2 separate regions of the Bombyx mori genome follow, and region 2 is linked to region 1. A link is a contact called in public Hi-C data. All regions are on one chromosome and are shown on one strand. The core of a region is the stretch at or near the end of the contact, and the rest is flanking DNA. Distances in the headings are between cores, read along the strand shown.

Region 1 (4,611 bases), core at 1,481-3,980:
TATCATTTCTTTGCGTTTAAATTTCATGTTTTTTTTTTATTGCTTAGACGGGTGGACGAGTATGATGGACGGACGGGCTCACAGCCCACCCGGTGTTAAGTAGTTACTGAAGCCCATAGACATCTATGACGTAAATGCGCCACCCACCTTGAGATATAAGTTCTAAGGTCTCAGTATAGTTACAACGGCTGCCCCACCCTTCAAACCGAAATGCATTACTGTTTCACGGCTGAAATAGGCGGGGAGGTGGTACCTACCCGTGCGGACTCACAAGAGATCCTACCACCAGTAAAACTCTTGAAGTAATTACCCCAAACTGGTTTGTCCCTTCAATTTTCATTCATTTATGTTTTAAACAGTACCTTTCTTAAAATTCATGAAGTACACAATAAATTTATGTGGTCAAGCTGTATCTACCTGGTGGTAGGATCTCTCGTGAGTTCGCACGTGTAGGTACCACCACCCCGCCTATTTCTGCTGTCAAGCAGTAATGCGTTTCGGTTTGAAGGGTGGGGTAGCCGTTGTAACTATACTGAGACCTTAGAACTTATATCTGAAGGTGGATGGCGCATTTACATTGTAGATGTCTATGGGCTCCAGTAACCATATAACACCAGGTGGGCAGTGAGCTCGTCCAGCCATTCTAAGCAATAAAAATGGTTCTTTCTTCTCGCACGATCATGGGGCAATAGTAATAATGAATAGTTAAGGTCAGATACCCCATTCTTTCTATACAATTATTAATTTTATGTCAGATCCTTTAATGATTTTAACTAAATATCACATAATTATTTTATCGATACGAAAAAATTGCGAACAAAAGTCGCAAATTAATCCCCCTAATACTTTCACCTGTCTTAATAAATAAACAAAGTTTTTTTTTTGTATACAGTCGCCGACGACATGATACAAATTCGAACACACAGTGCAATGACTTATTACATAAGCTTTTGTATTTAATTACAATGATGGCCCAGCTATGTATATTGTTTTATCACCACAAATTTGTAACAATGTTTGTTTACGTTTTTATTTTTATCTTTAGTTTCTAGTTTGATTTTAATATATTTTTTTAAATATTTTGAGTCTGTATCAAAACATACACTCTAAATGTTATCTAGTTAATAAACGAATAATTGCGGATACCGTATTGGCATTGATTTTGCTTCCTTTCATATTATATGAGATTGTACAGGTGTATTTTAATAACGTAGCTTTCACTATATTACCGAGTCAAATCTAAATAAAGGCGAGGACCGGATCTAAATGATTTTTATTGACCGAATAATGAAGACAGCAATGTTCGTTCGGGATTCGCAATCAGATGAATTTGGATGATAAACTTTTATTTGTGACAACGAGATTTCTAAAATCAAAATCGCCGCCGATTTTTTTTTATTGCCCTTTTAGGCAGACGCGCATACGACCCACCTGATGGTGAGTGGTTACCGTCGCCCATGGACTTCAGCAATGCCAGGGGCAGAGCCAAGCCGCTGCCTACCGCTATAAAAACTTTTAAAAACTTTTACTTTTATTTTCCAGAGTAAAAAATGATAATTTATATCGAAGTAACGATGTGCAATGAAACCGCGGGCGCGTCCAATACACCTAAATGTCGCACACACGGCCTCAGCACTCACAAACGGCCTTTGCAGTTCGGCTCGGTCGACGACCTGCCTAGGGTCGATGACCGAACCCACATTTAGTTTTCACTTTCGTTCACTAAGGATAACTGTACCATATACGTCACGTACATGCCCACAATTTCGTTCGCGCCCAACTTTTATTGGGAGCCCGCGAAGCGTACGCAATATTAAAACGTATAATAGTCGTTTTAAGTTTGAATTAGTCATATGCAGAAAACCTTGCGCAGCTTCGCTTTTAACATTCTAGTTGTGACCTATCCGAGGTTCTATTAAGCGCCCAGATGAGCACTTAAGATGACTTTGTGGGTACGTTGACCAAATTTTAGTTATACCCATATTAAAATAAGTTCATTTACATACTAAATGTTAATCGAAACGTGCAATAAACGTTCACCACCTCCATCACCTGCCTAAGCAGAAGGTCGTTGCACTAATAACAGCCAATGTCGTAACTCGGGCGTTGGACCGGTGTCCTTTTGATGCATTTTGGTTACAATTAGGTAATTTTGACAAGATGGTGGGAGCAAGACGACGCCGAGGGGAGGCGCGGCGCGTGGGGTTGCGAGTTTGGCGATGTTTGCGCAAGCGCCGGTCGTCGACTCGGTTATGTCAGCGGTTTACGTAAGCGTCACCTCGCAATGCTCTCGGGGCAGGCGCCAATTGTAGCCCCGCGACCGTTTCGCACCTCTCGCGGACTATTTGCGGACGACCGCGACTTGTTAGCGTTCCGTCCACACCGCGCCTTTCCACCGACTCGCTCAACCGTCTTCCAACCCTCGACTAGACGATAATTAACGCGATAACGAACAAGCGAACATTAATATTGCACACACAAAACCTTAACCAAACAATCCACGTTAATGTACCGGATAGCTATGAAGATCAGCTATTGTGCAAATATAAGGAGCATTCGATAAATTCTAACGTTATAGTGCATAAGGATTATAATTAAGTTTCTTCATTGTTGCTAATATCAGGCTGTGCCCTTAAAGAATAATTATGCGATATGGTTATAGTCAGAGGAGAAGGGGCTGAAGCGGTTGCGTCAGCGCACGGAGAGCGGTCGGGCTCAACGCACAAGGTTGCATAGGTCAATGCTCTAGAAATATGACACCCGACCCAGGGCAAGCGCTCGCACACGTCCGTCTTCCACGCCAGCTTCGTTCGTATTATGCGTAGACCGTAGACAATTCGACTACGCTCGTAGACAATAAACATGCAATACAAAAACATTTTTTCAAAAATGATTTTTTTTAAAACTATTTTATCGGTATCGGTGTTAGAATTCATGACTCCTTAGCTTCGATAAGATCGTTGTCGAGTACAATGGAAAGCGTTACTGTTTCAGTACAGTTATGCCCATTATAAACTATTGTTAAACTAGTTGTCCTAAATGATGACAGTTTATTTTAACGGTACACGCACAGCTTCGTCGAGTAACCTTCAAAAGAGAGAACGTGCCGTCGTAAGCACGTACAATGTGCCAACTCTTTTTTTACGTTGGCGTTTCGCAATTTTTTTTAAATAATTTTGCCTTCGACCTTTGTGTGCCGCCCAATTTATTCCGATTGATATTCCTGCGGCGACGTCTTGTTCTTTTCGTAACTTGTCGTCGAGCGCTATGTGCGTTCGTGACGTGAGGACCATGCCATTAGGCGTTAAAGCACACGCACCGTATACAAATAGTCTTTAAATCGCTAATTAATTATGCGTTTGCTCTATTGACACACCACCGTTTTTTTGTAATATACCGACATGTAACAACAAAAAAAAAAAACGTTTCGTCAAATTCTGTCTCATTGATTTATTTTTAAAGACATTCATGACTGGATACAAGATCAACCTATAGGAGTTTAATACGTTAAAAAAGGAATAGCGGCAAATATAATATGATATTACGTTCAAAGATTTTCTTCTGCTACATTTCAGTGATCATGCGGCGTATTGTATGACCACTGATTAAGTAGCAATAAGTAGCACAATCCTGCCTATTTCAGCCGTAAAGCAGTTATGCATTCCAGTCTGAAGACGGCAACAGACGAGATATAACACAATTAAGACCTGGACCTCATGTCTTGAGCTGGAGGGCGACATTCACATGGGCAACCAAGTGGGCTTTCACGTTATATCTGAAAGAGAAAAAGAGAGAGAATACTTTATTTTACATCAAGATTTAACTGTCACTGAAAATAAGTCAACATGTATTGATTTTGAAAGACAATCTGATGTAACAGAATTTAAAAGCTTATACGACCGTTGGTATTAATTTTTGCCATTTTATCAAACTCGTTACGTGATTTTTTTTCATGGGCCCTTCACCGAGGACCCGCTTGTAAGTCTATTACAAAACTTAGAGGTCCACATTATTACGATCCTTGTGCAACACTATGGAAAGCAACGACGTAGCCCATATAGTGTAACAATTGTTATAAATCATCATTCCCTGACGCAACATCTATCCTTCGAAATAACTGGTGGTAGGGCGTCTTATGAGCCCGCATATGTAGGTACCGTCGCCCTGCTCATTTCGGTCGTGAAGCAGTAATGCATTTCGGTCGGAAGGTCGGAGCAGCCATCCAAGGAAAACAAATACAAAAAAATCGTTTTGTAGTAATTCACATAGGACATAAACTAGTGTCTGACTACAGTACCTATACTGCCCAACACCACGGCAACAACTCGAAAATACGACAACCCTGTATCACGTGGGCAGTCTACTGGACTGGCCCAATACTAGATTACAACATTTATATCTCCCCTCAGCATAGTAAGCCTATAATTGTAAGTCACATAACAAAGCAAAAGAAATTACTTTGATGTTTCGCTTTATAATATTTTTACGGACGTCGCAATCGTTGCCCAAAATACTTTTCGAAATTGAAACAAGCGCCAATTGTTAATCTCTCACTGCTCGGTGATAAATCCGTAGGTATGGACTACTGAAGCTACAAGTTCATACTAATAT
Region 2 (4,465 bases), core at 510-3,009, 50 kb before region 1:
CAGCTGTTAGAAAAGACACGTCAATAAGGATACAGAGTACAAGGGCACTACTTATTTCATGCTGAAATCTCTTCCAGTAGGCCCGCAAAAGGAAAGAAGAATTAGGAACACAAACCTAGTGCATACAGTAAACATTACATATATATATATATATATATATATATATACATATTACAAGAAGTCTATGTTTTTTTTTTTTAAAGCTAATTGTTTTAGTCGATAGTTTTACGTCCTATAAAGTCTTAGAAGAACCCTTATGATTATTTTCAGGACCCCTACTAGAAGGTTTTGTTTTTTCTCTCAATAGAACACGAGAAAAGCTGGATACCTTAGAAAGAAATTTCCTTATTTAATAACATTTTCCTTATAAATTTATACATATAATAACATGTTATATAAAGAGCAAATAGTTGTAACTGCGTAATTTTCACACTTAGCTACCAACTAATTATTGTTTCTTATACGTACCTAACGAAAGTTTTTTATTGTTTTTGTCGCAAAATCAGTAAATTTTCTATTAAATTAATACAGAACAGTAATATTTATAGAGTAAATTTAATATGTAAAAAAATGCGAATCAATCATAAGTTTTGCGTTTTGTAACTCAATTATAGTAAGATTGATTTAAATAATAGTATCAGAGTGTGTGGCGGAGAGTCGAGCGCGTAGAATGTCGTTGACCCGCCCGTCACCTTGCACAATTACGCAATTCGTTAATCTTATCATCTGCGACCTCGCCAATCCCTACCCCTCTCCTAAATTCAACGCTTACAATGCATACATTCAATACATACACGCACGAATTTTAAGGCCATACCCAAAGTCAACTTACATTTAAAATTCGGCATGAGCTTGTTCTTGACATACACAATAATGCCCTTCAAAACCAGACTCGCAAGTAATCAAAATACTAATGTTCTATTATATAAAAGACAAATAATTTGTTTTGTTTTTTTAGTATCTTATTTTTCGAAGTTTTTGAATGCCAAATTTTTAATTAAATGTTATATAAAACATGAATGCATAAAATTATCGAAATAAAGTGGGTACAATCAGTAAGAGCTCTATCTAGCTCTACGAGCGTTCGCTACGCGGCCCGTAGCGCTACTCGGTAGAGTTGGAGCAAGCCGTACGTACTCGCTACCGAGTAATGCGCATAGAACCAAAATCTACATACACACCACACAATTTTTATTCATCTACATTACTGCAACAGTTTATTTTAAACGTTTTAATCTTCTATAATTTTTTAACAATTATAAAAAAAATTAAACATAAATCAATCCAACCCGAATTGAGCCAAAGATACATTTCAAATTAGTAAAATACTTTTATTATGCCTTTAAAATAAACAATGTTGCTTTTCGATTCAATTTTATACACGTTTAAATATAAAGTTTGCAATAATATGTATATTTTATTGTTTCAATCGTTTATTATAATATTATTAAATAACGTGCAAATTTTTTTTATAATTTTTTATTGCCTCTGTTGGCAGGCGAGCATACGGCCCACTTAATGGTAAGTGGTCACCGTCGCTCACGGACGTCAGCAATGCCAGGGGCAGATTCAAGCCGCTGCCTACCATACCAAATGTGGATATCAGCGCTGTAAACTATTGTATTTACAGCGCTTAATAGCAGAAAAGCGATTGAGAGATCCTGTACGCCGGTGGGACGGACTCGCTACTATTTATTCGCAAGGCCACGGCAGCGGCGCGCCAGTGCGCAAACGTTGCTCGCACGCGGTATACAATCACAGTGTTCTGACGTCGCATGCTCGCGATCTACGTTCCGCGCACGCATGTTTCGTTTCGTCTGAACGAAAAGTTAATTTTTATTTAAAAAAAAAAAAAACAAATCAGTAAAAATGATAACTATGCTTACGAATTCGAAAATTCTGTGGGCGCTTTGGCAAGTGATGAACTATTGTGTATCTCGTACGTCGGTGATGCTGATCATTGTAACCTGCACGGCGTTGTTGTTGACTCAATTCCTGAAGCTAGTACGTGACATTCGCAAGTTGCCCCCGGGACCGTGGGGACCACCCGTCGTCGGCTACCTACCTTTTCTCGGAGTCCGGCACAAGACGTTCCTTCAATTGGCCAGAAACTATGGAGCTCTCTTCTCTGCGCGACTCGGAAACCAATTGACCATCGTTATGAGTGACTACAAAATTATCAGAGAAGCCTTCCGACGCGAAGAATTCACCGGTCGTCCCAGCACTCCCTTAATGCATACTTTAGATGGTCTTGGTAAGTGTTTAATTTTCAAACAATTTCACATAAGATTTCAATAAAAAATTCTATAGTAAAAAATTGTATAATAATTTAAAGTAACATAAAACTTTATCCACAAGACTGAAAGTTACACATGTTAAAGTGGGCGTTACCGAGTCGGACCTACCGGTGCGCATGCGCCGCCTACACTCGTAGACCCTACTAAACACCTCCCTCTTATTATGCAGGCATCATCAATAGCGAGGGCCGCCTCTGGAAAAATCAACGACGGTTCTTGCACGAAAAACTACGGGAGTTCGGCATGACTTACATGGGAAACGGCAAAAAACTAATGGAGGATAGAATCAAGGTTTGTAATATACGCTTAATAAATAAACTAAAATAAATGTTGCTATTTATGAACGTACTAAAAAAGCTTCGAAAGAAAACTTAGAACGTATTATTTTTATTGTTTAGAATGAAATCCACGAGCTGATTGTAAGCCTGCATCGAGCGCAAGGCGCACCTATTGACGTAAATCCTCTCCTTGCGCTGTGCGTGTCCAACGTTATCTGCGGTATCACGATGTCGGTCCGTTTTAGTAACGGCGATGTACGCTTCGAGAGACTCAATCATCTTATCGAAGAAGGAATGAGACTTTTCGGAGAAGTTCACTACGGAGAATACATTCCTCTGTATAATGTAAGTTTAAAAGCATACTATTCATTTTAAATTTCAAAACGTAATATACAAATACCTAAAGTCATAAACAGGATTTATTTTTTTATCTTTTTCGATGCTAATCGTCGTATGTACACTAAAGCAATTCGAACGTATTTTTCTTTTTTTTAAACAAGCTTGAACAAGAAACAAGCTTATACTGTGTCACATTTGAATGCGTTTACTGTGTCACATTTAAACAAGTTCGTTAAACAGCATTTCCAAACTCGTCAATAAAATAAATCACACAACCTAAGTACCACGAAAATATAGATAGACATTTTTTATGTTAATTTATTTATTTTGTTTTAGTATCTACCTGGAAAAGCTCTAGCTCAAGAAAAGGTCGCAAAAAATCGCGATGAAATGTTCGCGTTCTATCAAACATTGATAGACGAGCACCGCGAAACTCTGGACATCAATAATGCCAGAGACCTTATCGATGTCTACTTAATTGAAATCGAGAAGGCGAAGAGCGAGGGCAGGGCCGGCGAACTCTTCGAAGGAAGAGATCATGGTAAGTTATAATAGATTAATTATCATTTCATTAGCTCTTTCTTTGGAAGCTTCTTAAACCGATTTAATAACACTCTACTTTCTGTTTTAGAATTACAATTAAAACAAATACTTGGAGATCTTTTCTCTGCTGGTATGGAAACCATAAAGTCGTCGCTTCTGTGGATGATAGTATTCATGTTGCGAAACCCAGACGTGAAAAGGCGTGTACAAGAAGAACTCGATGCGGTCATTGGCCGAGAACGTCTCCCTTCTATTGACGACATATCTAGTCTTCCATACACCGAAACTACAATTTTGGAAACGCTAAGATTATCAAGCATTGTTCCTTTGGCAACCACACATTCTCCGACTAGGTAAGCTTCAAAAAAACTACAAAATAATAACAGCATTATTGTTGTTGCTTTTAAAACAATTTTTATTTATTAATTTATTGTTTTAGGGATGTGCAAATCAACGGCTATAAGATTCCGGCGGGTTCTCAGGTTATACCACTTATTAACTGCGTGCACATGGATCCGAATCTCTGGGATGAACCAAACAAATTCAATCCTAGTAGATTCATCGACGCGACCGGCAAGATAAGACGTCCGGAATATTTCATGCCATTCGGGGTCGGCCGAAGAATGTGTTTGGGCGACGTATTGGCCCGCAAAGAGATGTTCATGTTCTTTTCGTGTATGATGCACCAATTCGACTTGGAAATGGCTGAAGGTGACGCATTACCTTCGCTGGAGGGCATAGTAGGTGCTACAATTGCACCGAAAGCTTTTCGTGTGAAATTTTTGGCTCGTTCACCAGTACCCTTAGTACCGACTACGCTCTCTGCAGATAGCTCTCATCTTCGTCATGTCGGCTCACATTAACTGCGCACCGTGCCTCTCTGCCACACACCCACCAGTATTGAAGTGATCCACTCGTTTTAGAGCGTATCGACGACCATTTATTTTAGTCTTTTATTATATAAGTGTCGACATCGCAGTTGCGATCGTCAAGGCTGTGCATAAAGTG

Evidence for each region. Hi-C and Micro-C count contacts between places; a contact is called where the count stands out from the background.
Region 2: a contact with region 1 is called in a Hi-C map of posterior silk gland, with 1.7 times the contacts expected there. The contact joins the promoter of Cyp18a1 here to the enhancer-like site in region 1. A contact is called at or near these places in 3 of 7 Hi-C or Micro-C datasets (posterior silk gland and whole pupa).

What each region holds. Positions count from the first base shown.
Region 1 is chr10:10,361,165-10,365,775 of ASM3026992v2, reverse strand. No RefSeq gene overlaps it. Among protein-coding and RNA genes, the nearest start is that of LOC134199536, 12 kb to the right of the region's middle. Within about 2 kb of position 2,730, at least 5 of the 8 cell types and tissues checked have open chromatin away from gene starts, as enhancers often do.
Region 2 is chr10:10,410,097-10,414,561 of ASM3026992v2, reverse strand. Cyp18a1 (cytochrome P450 18a1) reads left to right here and starts at 1,759. Exons shown (of 6, transcript NM_001083609.2): 1 at 1,759-2,254; 2 at 2,467-2,588; 3 at 2,696-2,920; 4 at 3,251-3,455; 5 at 3,546-3,810; 6 at 3,897-4,320. The coding sequence starts at 1,870. The coding sequence ends at 4,320.